Regions from separate parts of the Mus musculus genome. Here region 1 is linked to region 2. A link is a contact called in public HiChIP or PLAC-seq data. All regions are on one chromosome and are shown on one strand. Each heading gives the region's core, a stretch centred on a gene start, on an enhancer-like site or on the middle of the called end of the contact. The rest is flanking DNA. Distances are from core to core; before and after follow the strand shown. Region 1 overlaps Hic2 (hypermethylated in cancer 2). Region 2 holds the start of Rimbp3 (RIMS binding protein 3).

Evidence for each region. HiChIP or PLAC-seq counts read pairs in DNA pulled down with a chosen protein or histone mark.
Region 1: a contact with region 2 is called in an H3K27ac HiChIP or PLAC-seq map of embryonic stem cells, with 17 read pairs. The contact joins the enhancer-like site here to the promoter of Rimbp3 in region 2. A contact is called at or near these places in 27 of 39 promoter capture datasets (the 3T3-L1 cell line, 3T3-L1-derived adipocytes, the C10 cell line and 18 more), 4 of 15 datasets of contacts at CTCF or cohesin (CD8 T cells, the G1E-ER4 cell line, embryonic stem cells and 1 more), 86 of 484 Hi-C or Micro-C datasets (the 3T3-L1 cell line, the AML12 cell line, B cells and 37 more), 40 of 115 datasets of contacts at active chromatin or transcription factors (the 230-238 cell line, CD8 T cells, the HPC-7 cell line and 23 more) and 4 of 9 other capture datasets (adipose tissue, embryonic stem cells, liver and 1 more).

What each region holds. Positions count from the first base shown.
Region 1 is chr16:17,252,098-17,257,848 of GRCm38.p6, reverse strand. Hic2 (hypermethylated in cancer 2) reads right to left here. Exons shown (of 3, transcript NM_178922.3): 2 at 2,783-2,881; 3 at 1-514. The coding sequence starts at 2,808. It also overlaps a transcript of Tmem191c not described here. Among named protein-coding and RNA genes, the nearest start is that of Tmem191c, 21 kb to the left of the region's middle. Within about 2 kb of position 3,423, at least 53 of the 459 cell types and tissues checked have an H3K27ac peak or open chromatin away from gene starts, as enhancers often do. A contact at or near this core is called in differentiating embryonic stem cells, embryonic stem cells, epiblast stem cells and 8 more, where this site is marked.
Region 2 is chr16:17,204,693-17,210,928 of GRCm38.p6, reverse strand. It overlaps Rimbp3 (RIMS binding protein 3), which reads right to left and starts at 2,794. Exons shown (of 1, transcript NM_001033338.3): 1 at 1-2,794. The coding sequence starts at 2,215. Gm22129 (a small nuclear RNA gene) reads left to right here and starts at 5,031; the gene lies at 5,031-5,137.

The DNA.
Region 1 (5,751 bases), core at 2,174-4,673, 46 kb before region 2:
ATCTACAAGCCCTGGAAATCGAGCCTGGATGACAGAGGCTGTGGACAGCCGCTGACTGCGGGTTGGTCGCCCTATGCCAGCAGTACCCACTCGTCCAGGGCCAAAGGGCTTGCCAGCTCGCTTCAGTTTGCGGCGACAGAGGGCTGCCAACTCAGGCAGCTGGAGGTAGCTGGCAGCAGTGAGTAGAGTGCTGAAGTTTGGCTCAGATGGCTGGTCACTGGGCAGGAGCTTGCCTGTGTAGATGAAGTCCAGGATCTGCTGGAACACAGTGGAGCTGACCATGTCTGTGTCTAAGTTGATGAGGTTATCATGCAGGACCAGGGACTTGAAGTAGATGCTGCTAGCAGCCAGGACATTCTTGTGGGCCCGGAAGATAGAGTTCTCCACCATGATGATGACGTCACACAGGAAGCCCTTGGCCCTCTGCTGGTTCAGCTGTAGCAGGAGCTGTTTTGAATGGCTGGGAAGCTCCATGTCTGGCCCCATGTCCCTGTGCCCTGCCCACGGGCACCACCTGTGGGCAAGAACAGGCAGGATAGATAGTTAACCTGCAACCTGCACGAAGGCCTGGCACAGGGTATGTACTGAGCCCACCGGATTCCACCCTCCTCAGGCACAGTGTACAGGACAGATTTCATTATGTATAAGACCGTGTCCTCTCATTTCCTGCCAACTACTCACATGGAAAAAGAGGTCATGACAAATACAGGTGCCAAGCAAAACCCAAGGTGTATAGGCTAGGTAGAGGGCTTATTGGCTAAGTGCACTTGCTGTTCTTCAAATCATCTGTAAGTCTGATTCCCAGGATCTGATGCCCTCTTATTAACTCTGCAAGCAGCAGGCACTCAAGCAGTTATATACATGCAGGCAAAGCACTCACATACATAAAAATAAATCTAGAAATGTTAATGGGGTTTGAATTTTCCTTTGTTACTCTTTCAGGTATGAAAGAAGTCATTCACAGGTCAGAGGTCACAAAGAGAACCTACAAAAATGACTGGCAGCTGGCCAGTCCAGGCGTAAACCCACCCCACGGGACTGGTCTTCCCACACTTACACACACACACACACACACACACACACAAATTTTTTTAAACTAAAAGGTTAAAATTTAAAAGATAAAAAGGAAAAAAAATGGGGGTGGGTGGCTATGGGGGACTTTTGGTATAGCATTGGAAATGTAAATGAGCTAAATACCTAATAAAAAATGGAAAAGAAAAAAAAAAGGAAAAAAAAACCCCACCCAAAAAAAAAAAAAAAAAAAAACAGCCAGACAAACAAACAAGTAAACAAAAGACAACCAAAACTCAAAAAAACTATGAGCCAAACCAAATTTTTTTGCTAGCCTCTGGCCCACAACCTCTGTTCTATCCTGGGATACCTTTCAAATACTCCGCCAGGCAGCCAAGGCGTTCTCATTTGCTAACTCCTAGTCCTGACCCAAATACTGATCCTCCCTCCCATAACTGCTGGGTTCTTACAAGCTCACCACCATCCAGGAGTATAGAGACAGTGGGCACTGTCCAAGCCTGTGAGCCCTGTGCCCTTTCTAGTACTGTCTACCATCTGGAGCCTGGGAAAGGCAGCAAGCTGGTCCTTCCAAACAGGCTACATAGACTCCAGCTGCAGTGACTAAGTAATAAGCACACGGATGCCTCTCGTCTTCAAAGGAATCTATCAGCAATAGTGTGTCCAAGTGAGATCCCACCTGTAAAGAGCTCTCCAGGAGAACAAGGGCGGCAAGTGTACCGAAGGCCCCAGGAGGTCAGAAGTATACCTCAGCGGCACTCTTGACTCCACATGGCCTGCCTTAACTTCCATCCAATAGAATGGGCCACACCAGTGCCCAAGGAGACCCAAAGTTTCCTGAGGTCACAAGCCATGGGGACTCAGCTGCCAGCCCTGCAACATCAGTGCCCACAGCAAAAGTCTGGGGGCTCTGGTAGCTTACACAGAGAACTATGAGCCTCCAACTCAGGGTCTAATTTCTTTCTTTGAGACAGGATCTCCCTTTGGAACCCTACCTGGTCTGGAATTTGATGTATAGACCAAGCTGTCCTTGGCTCAGAAGAAATCACTCTTCCTCTGCCTCCCAAGCACCGGTATTAAAGGACTGTGCTGTGCATACCATGCCTGGCTTCCATGTAGCTAAACTGAAGCTCACTACCACCCCAAATGCCCTGCCCTTTCCTCAAAATGTTCCCAGTCCTGTCTTCTTCTAGGGTAGGCCTGCTTCTCTTCAACCCAACACACTGTAAAACTAACAATCTGCCCTGTTCAGAGAAGGAAGCTAATAACCCAGCACACTGTGAGTCAACAGAAACGTTACAGGAATGCTAACACTCGGTCCTACCAGCACCTGCCAGAGGGCTCTGCCTGCCTGCCCCTTGCCCACAACAGCTGAAGCACATCAGTGGGATACTGAGTGGCTGGAGATGAGGAAAACCAAGGCTTCTCCACATGCTAAGTAGAAACAAAGAGCCTAAGGTATGATTTCCACACAGGCCCTATATATCAGCCCCAAGGCAATGGCAGTGCCAGCTCTGCCAGCAATAATAGCTGGTACCTCAGGCCTACCAAGAGAAATAAAAGAAAAGCTATATGTGGCCAAGGCCTGGGCCACAAGTCCTAGACACCCCACATGCTGCCTGCCTGCACTGTGCACATATAGCAACCTGAATTCTGAGGGCCAGGACAGAATGTATACTGCAAAGCTGTATGAGAGACCCAGGAAGCCCCAAGGACTGGAAACCAGTGGTGATTCTTCCTCTCCCAGGCCTACCGGAGTGCCAGGGGCCCAGAAACCATGTGAGCAGCAGCCGGCGGGGGGTGGCCTCCTCGAGTGCACAGACTTCCTGAGGGTGCATCAAAGCCTGGTTACCTGGAGAAAAAAAAGCAGGCATCAGTGAGGGACGGAGGAGAAGAGAGGAACAAGGGGTGGGGGGGTCTCTACTCCCAAAGAGGTTCACAAACACCTGAGGCAACAAAGCAAGAGGAAAAAAAATGAGACACACATACACACACACCAAAAAAAGAGAGACCTTGTTTTAGATATGAGCAGCTAGGTGGCATTATGTAGCCTTTAAAGCACATTGTAAATGTCCCTTGCCTTTAATCCCAGCACTCCCAGAGGCAGGTGGGTATCTGTAAGTTCGAGGCCAGCCTGCTCTATGTAAGAGGGTTCCTGTCGAAAGGAAAGGAAAGGAAAGGAAAGGAAAGGAAAGGAAAGGAAAGGAAAGGAAAGGAAAGGAAAGGAAAAGAAAGGAAAAGAAAGGAAAGGAAAGGAAAGGATACAGGGAGGGGGCATCTTAGGAGGCTAAAGGCAAGACACAGCTGGCTGTCAGGAGGCTAGGGCAAGGCTGGCCATATTTACATAACAAAAGGTCAAAACCAGGAGCCACTTGTGGAAGGGCTATTTATAAGAGCCAATCTGCCTCTACTGCCTCTTTCCCCTTCTTTCCTTGGCAACAGGGCTCTTCTGTCTACAGGCTCAACTCAGCACAACAACCAACAGCAACCGGGTGAGGGGTGCTCTCTGCCGCCATCACTCTGTGTTCTACAAGAGGAGGGATCTTGAGGTTCTGGATCCCTGTACTCCATACAGAACGGCAGCCTGGTCTCCCCTGGAACAAGCAGGGGTAGGAGGAGCCTGCAGCAGGCAAGAATCCATCTCTGACAGCCCTTCCCCCACACCATCCCTAGGGCCAGAGGACAGGTCCTTCAGGAATGTGACCAGACCTGGGGTATAGACCTTAGACTGAGGCCTCGGTCCTTGGCTTCAGGCTCAGCTGTCTCTCCAGCCCTAGAAGCAGCTCCCATTTCAGAGTGGGCTCAAAATCCCAGAGGTCACAGAACAAAGAACCAGCTCTGAGCTCCATGTTTCATGAGCTGGTCACCCAAGAGGGCAGTGGACAGAAGAAAAGCCAACGAAATGGGCAAGATGAATCAGACACCCATGAAATCCATCTTAGCCAGCCAGACACCTCAGCCTAAACCAGTCTTATGCCATAGCGCTTGCCAAATCCTGATTTCTGTGAGTTCAAGGGGGAAGAATTCTTTTACATCAAGTTCTACAAAAGGCAAAACTGACACAAATCAGTGTAAGCTTGCATGGGCAGAACAACCACACAGCAACACAGACTCTTGTTGCTCCTGGCTTCTCTCTGACTGGGGCACGATTAGTGTTTCTCCAGAGCCAGTCAAAGCATGGTTCTTCAGGACCTCCCTCCCTTCCCCCATGCACCCACAACCTCAATATTCACTCACCCCACTTCCCTGCCTAAACACACAGCATTCAAGTGGCTGATGAAAATGACAGATGACAGTCTGGGCTTCCACTATCTCCGTGCCGCCTCCTGACCCTAAGTGGAGCTTCATTGGGGGAATGACCCACCCATAATCCTGCTGAGAAGGCTAGTGTCCAGGAAGCCTCAAGGACTAGTGAAAAAGGCTTCTCTTCTCTGTTCCCTACAATGGGACAGGACACCACTATTATGGCCCAGTCTTAAGAATTGAGAAAGGTTTTAAGATAAAAGTGACTTAAATAGGAAACTGAGAAAGTCTACCACTCTACCTCTTCCAAAAAATACTGCCCCAAATCAGCCTAGACACCCACCTTTCCTAGTGCCACGGTCTCCAGAGGCTCACGCTTAGTACTGGTCTGCCTATGGAGCCTCCTGTGACTCCCTTTGCACGCGAGGCTGCTAGCCCAGCTTCTAGGACAAGAAGACTCCAGGCCCACACAGTGAGGCCCAGACTCGGGGTGTGGTTTCAAGCCACATGATACTCCTCACACTTCTTCTCAATGCCTGATCCCCTCGGGCAGGAATGAACCCTCCTGGAGGCATCCAAGGGCACCTGGGCTGGAATTTCTCTGCTTCACACCCAGCCAGGAGGCCTGGTGAAAAGGAAAAAGGCCAGGAAAGGGGGCCATCCCACCCAGGCCTCTTAAGAACCTTCTCATCCTGCCTGGCAACCACTGACTCCGCCAGAGTATGCATCTGTAAAAGGCCTGGTGGACTGAGAAAGCGGGCGGGAGTTTCTTCCACCTCAGCCATCATCCTGAGTGCCACTCCCAGGTAAGAGGGCTTGGCTGAGACAAGAACACTGATGAAGAAGTCATAACCGCTAGCTAGGCACCTTCCACATCCCAGAGATTTAATAAGCACATCTGACTAATGTCAGAGAAGACTCAGACATTTTCCTACCATCCAGAGACCTTAATGTGAGGACAGTTGGTCCACTTCCCATATGGTAATCTCATATCCCACGTGGCTCCCCCAAGCCTGGGCTGTCTGAAAGAGACTGAGCAACTGGAGATCTAGAAGATTCCCAATGCCTAGTCCAGGGCCTAACTATGGGCAGACACAGTCACAAAGTGAAGATTCCATTTAACCCTGTTCCTGTCCTGGACTCCTCCATGAAACTCTATCCATCCTAGCTTTCCACCACAGTCCATACAAGTCTCATCTGCCCAAGTAAGATAGGTCTTCTAGGGGTGGGGGGCTGTGCAGTGACTGAACAGGTCTGAGCAGGTCTGGTCTCACTGAAGCCTGCCACAGGCTTATAAGGACCATTATCTCTGCCTCCAGCTGCAGATAAGGTTCTTGGGGGTTAAGCAACTTGCCCACAGAAAAGAGAGTACATAGGTAACAGAGAGAGGATCTAAAGCCTGACTTGGGAGGGGGTTGTGGTTAATTTTCCTCTCTCATAAAGGCCCTCTTAATTACAGAGCTGCTTGGGAGAACTCCG
Region 2 (6,236 bases), core at 1,545-4,044:
TAACTGGATTCTCCTGCTGGGAGAGACAAGCAGGAGGCTGTATGTCCCTGGTAGGCAAAGGTAATACACGTTCTTCAGATTTTGTTTTGAACGTGGGTCTCCCGCTATCCCTGGCTTGGGACTCTGAAGCTTGGGTGGTCTCTGATGTCTCTGAGGGGTGGCCAGGCTGAAATTGCAACCCCTGCATCTCTTTCCCGGAAGTCCTAAGGTCACTTAGGGCTTTATTCTTGTAGTGCTGCAGCTGCTGCCGCCTGTCTTGCGCATATCCCTCTTGTTGCAGCAGCTGCTCAGCCAGCAGGCTAGTGGCTTCGAGTTCCTGCCTCTGCCTCGTGTGACTTTGCTGCCGGGAAACATTGCTGTTCTCATCTGCCATCTTCTTCATCCAGTTGGCCAGGGCCTGCAGCCGTGCATTCTCCTCTGACAGCCTGGCGCCTTTGTGCAGCGCGGCCTGCAGTTGTGCCTCTGTCTCCTCGTAGCGCCGCTCAGCTGCGGCTGCCTGAACGCTCAGTTCCTCGCATTCCCGCCGCTGTAAACCCAACTCGCGTTCCAGCGCCTGCACCTGGTGCCGAGTTATCTCCGAGGGTGTGCTGGGTCTGCCCGCGTCTGCCCAGGCGCCTGCTTTACTCTGATGTAGAGTCAACTGTCTTTGCAGGCGCAGCACTTCCCGCTGAGACTCACGCTGCAGCCGGTCCAAGTCACTGATGTTGCACCATTGCGCGCACGTGGCGCCCTCTTCAGGATGCGAGGAGCTGCCAAGGTCCGCGGCGATGCGCGCCTGCAGCAGGTGGCACTCCCGCCTCAATGCTTCGATCTGTAGATCCTTGGCTTGCAGCGCGCCAGCCTGTTCTGACAGGTCCTGAGCACGCTGGCAGGTAAACACTTGGCTCAGGTCCAGACCTTCGAGGCTCTCACCTGGCACTGGAGCACTCATGGCCCTCAGATTGGTCTCCTGAAGCTTGCGGGCCCTGTCTTCAAGGCGCTGAGCGAGATCGGTCAGCTCTGCGTGCTTCACCTTGAGCCATTTCACTTTCTCTCCTGCCTCCTCGGAGAAGCCTTTACGCCGCAGATGCAAGTTTTCTTCGCGCAGGTCACAACAGCGGCGAACCAGCACCTGCAATGCCTCGGCCAGCTCCGAGTTCTGCCTCACCAGTTCCTGGTAGTCCAGACCCGGAGGCGAGGAGGTCGAGGCTTCGCAGGGCTTGTTCTCGGAGCTTTCTTTCTGCAGGTCATTAGGTTTCCTATGTATTGATGGTAGCTGAGGCGGCGGCTGGGGACTGGAGGTGTCTGGAATAGACGCGCTGGTCGCAGGGGCCCTTACCTCGGATTCAGAAGCCTGGGAGCAATTCAGTGTGTTGTCCAGTGAGCAGGAATGTGCTGTTGCCAAAGATTCGAGGGAGCCGGCGCGCGTGGGCAGCAGGTCGTTTGGAGAATGAACCCGGACGCCAGTGTTCAGGCTTTCGAGGGATCCGAGTCGACGAGCAGGCTTTGGGGTGCCACCAGTGTTACTCTGGGCTTCTAGGGGCGGCTCTTCCAAGGAATGCGTGGCTTGGGGGTCCGCGGGTCCCGGTAAAGCCGGCTGCCAGCGGAAGTGCTCTAGGATGTATTTAAGGAATAGCTGGCGCTCCACGTCTAGCGCCGCCTGCAGGTGGCGGATGCGCGCGGCTTGTTCGCCGTCGGTCTCCCAGCGCAGCAGCGCCAGCACTTCCTGCAGGCGACAGCGGCATTGTGCCGCGGAGGCTTCGGATGCCCCTGAGCGGCTGCAGTAACCACGGTTCACTAGCTCCTGGGCCAGCTGACGCTGAAGCTCCCTTGCCTGGCGCAATACAACATCGCGCTCCTGGTGTAGCAACTGCTGCAGCTGCCGCATCTCTGCCTCCTTCCAGCGCAGCAGCTGCCGGATCTCGGCCTCACGCTCGCGCTGCACCTCCTCCTGCAGCTGCCGCAGCTCCCGGAGGCGTCGTGCCTCCCACTTGGAGCGCAGATGGTCAGCCAGCTGCTGCCGCTCCTGCTCAGCCGACTCCCGCAGCTGGCGCGTCTGGGTAGCGAAACGCCTCCGTTCCGACCGGCCGCGCGCGCGCTCGCCCTCCAGCTCTGCCCGTAGTTTTTCTAGCTCTCGTCTCTGCTCCTCCAGCACTGCGGCCGCTGGGCCGGGGCTGCTTGGCTTCTTGGGCGACGCGCGGCCACCACCCAAGGGGGTGGGTGAGTCCTTTGTCATTGTGGCCGCAGCCCGGCAAGAAGCCAGAGAGATAGTTTGGTATTGGTAGGCCAGTTAGCCAACGGCCTCCGCCCCCGGCCGCTGCCAACCGCCCCACGCGCCCCTTCCGGCGCCCCTAGGTGCCCTCCGCGCGCCTCTTCCGCCTTGGGGGCGATCTCCCTTATAACCTGTCGCCTCCCCACAGATTGAGTGCCTTTCGCTTCTTCCTAAACTCCTGAGACCCCTTTCAAACTAGCCTCTGAACTTCCCCGGATACCCCGGGCATATTTCGGAGCCCACACATATCTGCTTTAGGGCTTTTGTGACCTGTTCCACTTTCGCCCTGGCAGTGTGCAATCCTTTCCAGAATTAGATCCCCAGTAGGGTTCCTAGATGATCGCTGATCCTGGGCCTGAGTAAAAATGGATTCTGGTCAGATCTCACCTGGCTCTACTAGGGTTTCTGGTCGAGTTTTGAAATTAGGTAAACTTCTTACAAGATCTGCTTAAATTTGTGGTTGAGCTCTGAGCCCTAAGTGGCTATAACTCCTCTGTTCCTACGCAGGACCCAACATGCTAAGCCTTTTCTTTGTTCTTTTTCTTTTCTTTTTTCTTTTTGGTTTTGTTTTTTTGTTTTTTGTTTTTTTGTGTTTTTTTTTTGTTTTTGTTTTTGTTTTTGTTTTTTTTGAGACAGCGTTCCTCTGTGTAGCCCTAGCTGTCCTGGAACTCACTCTGTAGACCAGGCTGGCCTCAAACTCAGATATCCGCCTGACTCTGCCTCCCAAATGCTGGGATTAAAGGCCATCACTGCCCGGTGCCTTTTCTTATATCAACTGAAACTTTGTGTTGTTTGTTTGTTTGTTTGTTTGAGACGTGTGTGTGTGTGTGTGTGTGTGTGTGTGTGTGTGTGTGTGTAGAGCTGGCTGTTCTGGAATTCACTCTATAGAGCAGGCTGTCTCTGCTTCCCCAGTGCTTGGATTGCAGGAGTTGACCAACATGTCTTGCATCTGAGCCTTTTTGAATCAGCAGGTGGCAGTGACTGAGGATTGATTGCACCCACCTCAAACATGCTGGGCAAATTTTATACCACTGAGATTCATATCCTGTCTCTGTTTCTGTCTGTCTCTGTCTCTCTCTCTGTGAAGTAGTAGTAGTACTAGTAGTAGTAGAGACTGAGCCCAAGGTCTCATTTAGTAAGTAATAGGCAAGCACTTTACTATTCATTATATCTTCAGTCTTCAGCCCCTTTAAAAATGTAAGATGTTGGGGCTGGAGAGATGGCTCAGTGGTTAAGAGTACCAAATGCTCTTCCGAAGGTCCTGAGTTCAAATCCCAGCAACCATATGGTGGCTTACAACCATCTGTAACAAGATCTGATGCCCTCTTCTGGAGTGTCTGAAGACAGCTACAGTGTACTTACATGTAATAAATAAATAAATCTTTAAAAAAAAAAGTAAGATGTTAAGATGAGCAGTGGTGGTATATCCTTTTAATCCCACCATTCAGGAGGAGGAACCAAAGCCATGTTTTCTGCAAGATCAGCAAGCACCCATAACCCTTGAGCCATCTTTCCAGCTCCCCAAAACATTAAAAAAAAAATATATATATATATATAGTCTCACTCTGTAGCTCTGGATGGCTTAGAACTGATGTCTACTGGGCTATCCTAGAAGTCACAGAGACCTTGCCTGGAATAAAGGTATGCAGCACCATGCATGAATGTCTGTTTGAAGTTTCTGGTGGTGGTGGTAGTAGTGGCGATGGTGGAATTTTTTGTTTTGTGTTTGTCTTTGTTTTGGAGACAGGGTCTGGTCTTTCTATGTCCTGGCTGACTTGGAAGTTGCTATGTAGACCAGGCTGGGCTCAAACTCACAAAGATCAACTTGCCTCTGCCTCCCAAGTGGGATTAGAGGTATGTGCATGGCACTATACCCATCTCCTTTTTAAATTCATATTTGAGTTAGGATGTTGCTAATTTGTCCAGGCTGACCTTGCACTAGTGGTCTTCCTGCATCAGGCTACCAGACAGCTGGGATCACAGGTGTGCACCCTACACCTGACTCAAACCTACTCTTGTCCTCTTACCTACTGCTCACTTTTTCCTGTCTTTTGGTATTGATTTGGTAGTTTTCTACTCCAAGGAGCCTTTCTGGACTCTCCAGGCTGGGCTTAGAGTTCCCAAGATGCTCTAGCCCACAGGGTTGCCTTGATGACTCTACATACAGCTGCTTTACCTTTGAGGAATGGGTATGACTAGTAAACCTTTGTGTCTCTGCCCAGAGCAAACTCAAAGCAGGTAAAAATGGAATGTCTTTCCCATGCAGGTTGGACCAGGCAGATAGAAAGAACATAGAGGGTACTGTACTTGGTCTCCAGGCCTACCCAGTTCCAACACTCAGCAAACACCTGTCAGCAAGCTTTAGGGTGTACACCGGGCATGGGGGTATTGGGAAGAGGCCTGAAGGTGGGCAAGGAATGAAGCTTCAGCCAGCTTGTTGGTAAGGTCCAGACCTCAAACGAGGGACAATAGACTCTCCTCTTTCCCTCAAGGAAAAACAAGACCAACAATGATAATAACACCTAATGCTGGGTGGTGGCCCATGCCTTTAATCCCAGCACTTGGGAGGCAGAGGCAGGTGGATTTCTGTGAGTTTGAGGCCAGCCTGGAGTTCCAGCACAGCTAGGGCTACACAGAGAAAATCTGTCTCAGAAAAAAAAAAATCACATATATAGCTATTGTCTGGCTACTTTAGTGTAGATCAGGAACTTTCCTCCTATCCGGTTCCTCCCTGTTCTTCCAGGCTCTGGCATTAACTGGCTTACAAAAAACCACAGTGGTGCTCGCTTCGGCAGCACATATACTAAAATTGGAAGGATACAGAGAAGATTAGCATGGCCCCTGCGCAAGGATGACACGCAAATTCGTGAAGCGTTCCATATTTTTTATGTGTAATACTCAAGTTCACAAGTTCACAGATCCATTGTGTGGTTTAACAGACTATTCTTGAGGAAAAAAAAAAAAAAAGACAGATCTTGGATAAAACCAGAAAAAAAAAAAAAAAAACAACCCACAGTGATAACTAACCTTCCATAGCCATACATTCTGTCAGAAAGATCCTTTGTGGTGCCTTCTGAGTACCCAGGGTGACTTACTTCCTCTTCTTCTTCCTCCTCCTCCTCCTCCTCCTCCTCCTCTTCCTCCTCCTTCTTCTTCAAGACAGGTTTTCTCTGTGTAACAACCCTGGCTGTTCTGGAACTGGATCTGTAGACCAGGCTGGCTTCAAACTCACAGAGATATGCCTGTCTTTGGCTCCTGAATGGTATAACTAAAGGTGTTCATCACCATGCCTGACAACACCTGGGCCTTCTAACCACTGTGTGCACTCAGCTCCTGGCAAATTACTGCTATAGTTATTTATCTAACAAGATTCCCCTAACCCTATAGAAAATACCTTTGGGGGCTGGAGAGATCACTCAGTGGTTAAGAGCACTGGCTGCTCTTCTAGAGGTCCTGATTTCAATTCCCAGCAACCACAAGGTGGCTCACAATCGTCTACAAGGGGATCTAATGCCCTCTTCTGGCCAGAGGATGTATATGCAGCAGAGCACTCATATAATTAAATATTTTTTTGGCGGGGGGGGGGGCGGGGGGGTTCGAGACAGGGGTTCATAAATTTTTTTTAAAAGAAAATACCACCCGGCAGTGGTGGTGCACGCCTTTAATCCCAGCACTTGGGAGGCAGAGGCAGGTGGATTTCTGAGTTTGAGGCCAGCCTGGTCTACAGAGTGAGTTCCAGGACAGAGAAACCCTGTCTCGAAAAATTAAAAAAAAAACAAAACAAAAAGGGGGGGTGGGTATGGGGGACTTTTGGGATAGCATTGAAAATGTAAACGAGGAAAATACCTAATAAAAAATAAATTAAAAACAAAACAACAACAACAAAAAAACAAACCTTTGGGAAACAAGAACATGAGAATTATGGTTCACAATTCATTTTCAGAACTGAAGCAGAGCCGGGCGTGGTGGCGCACGCCTTTAATCC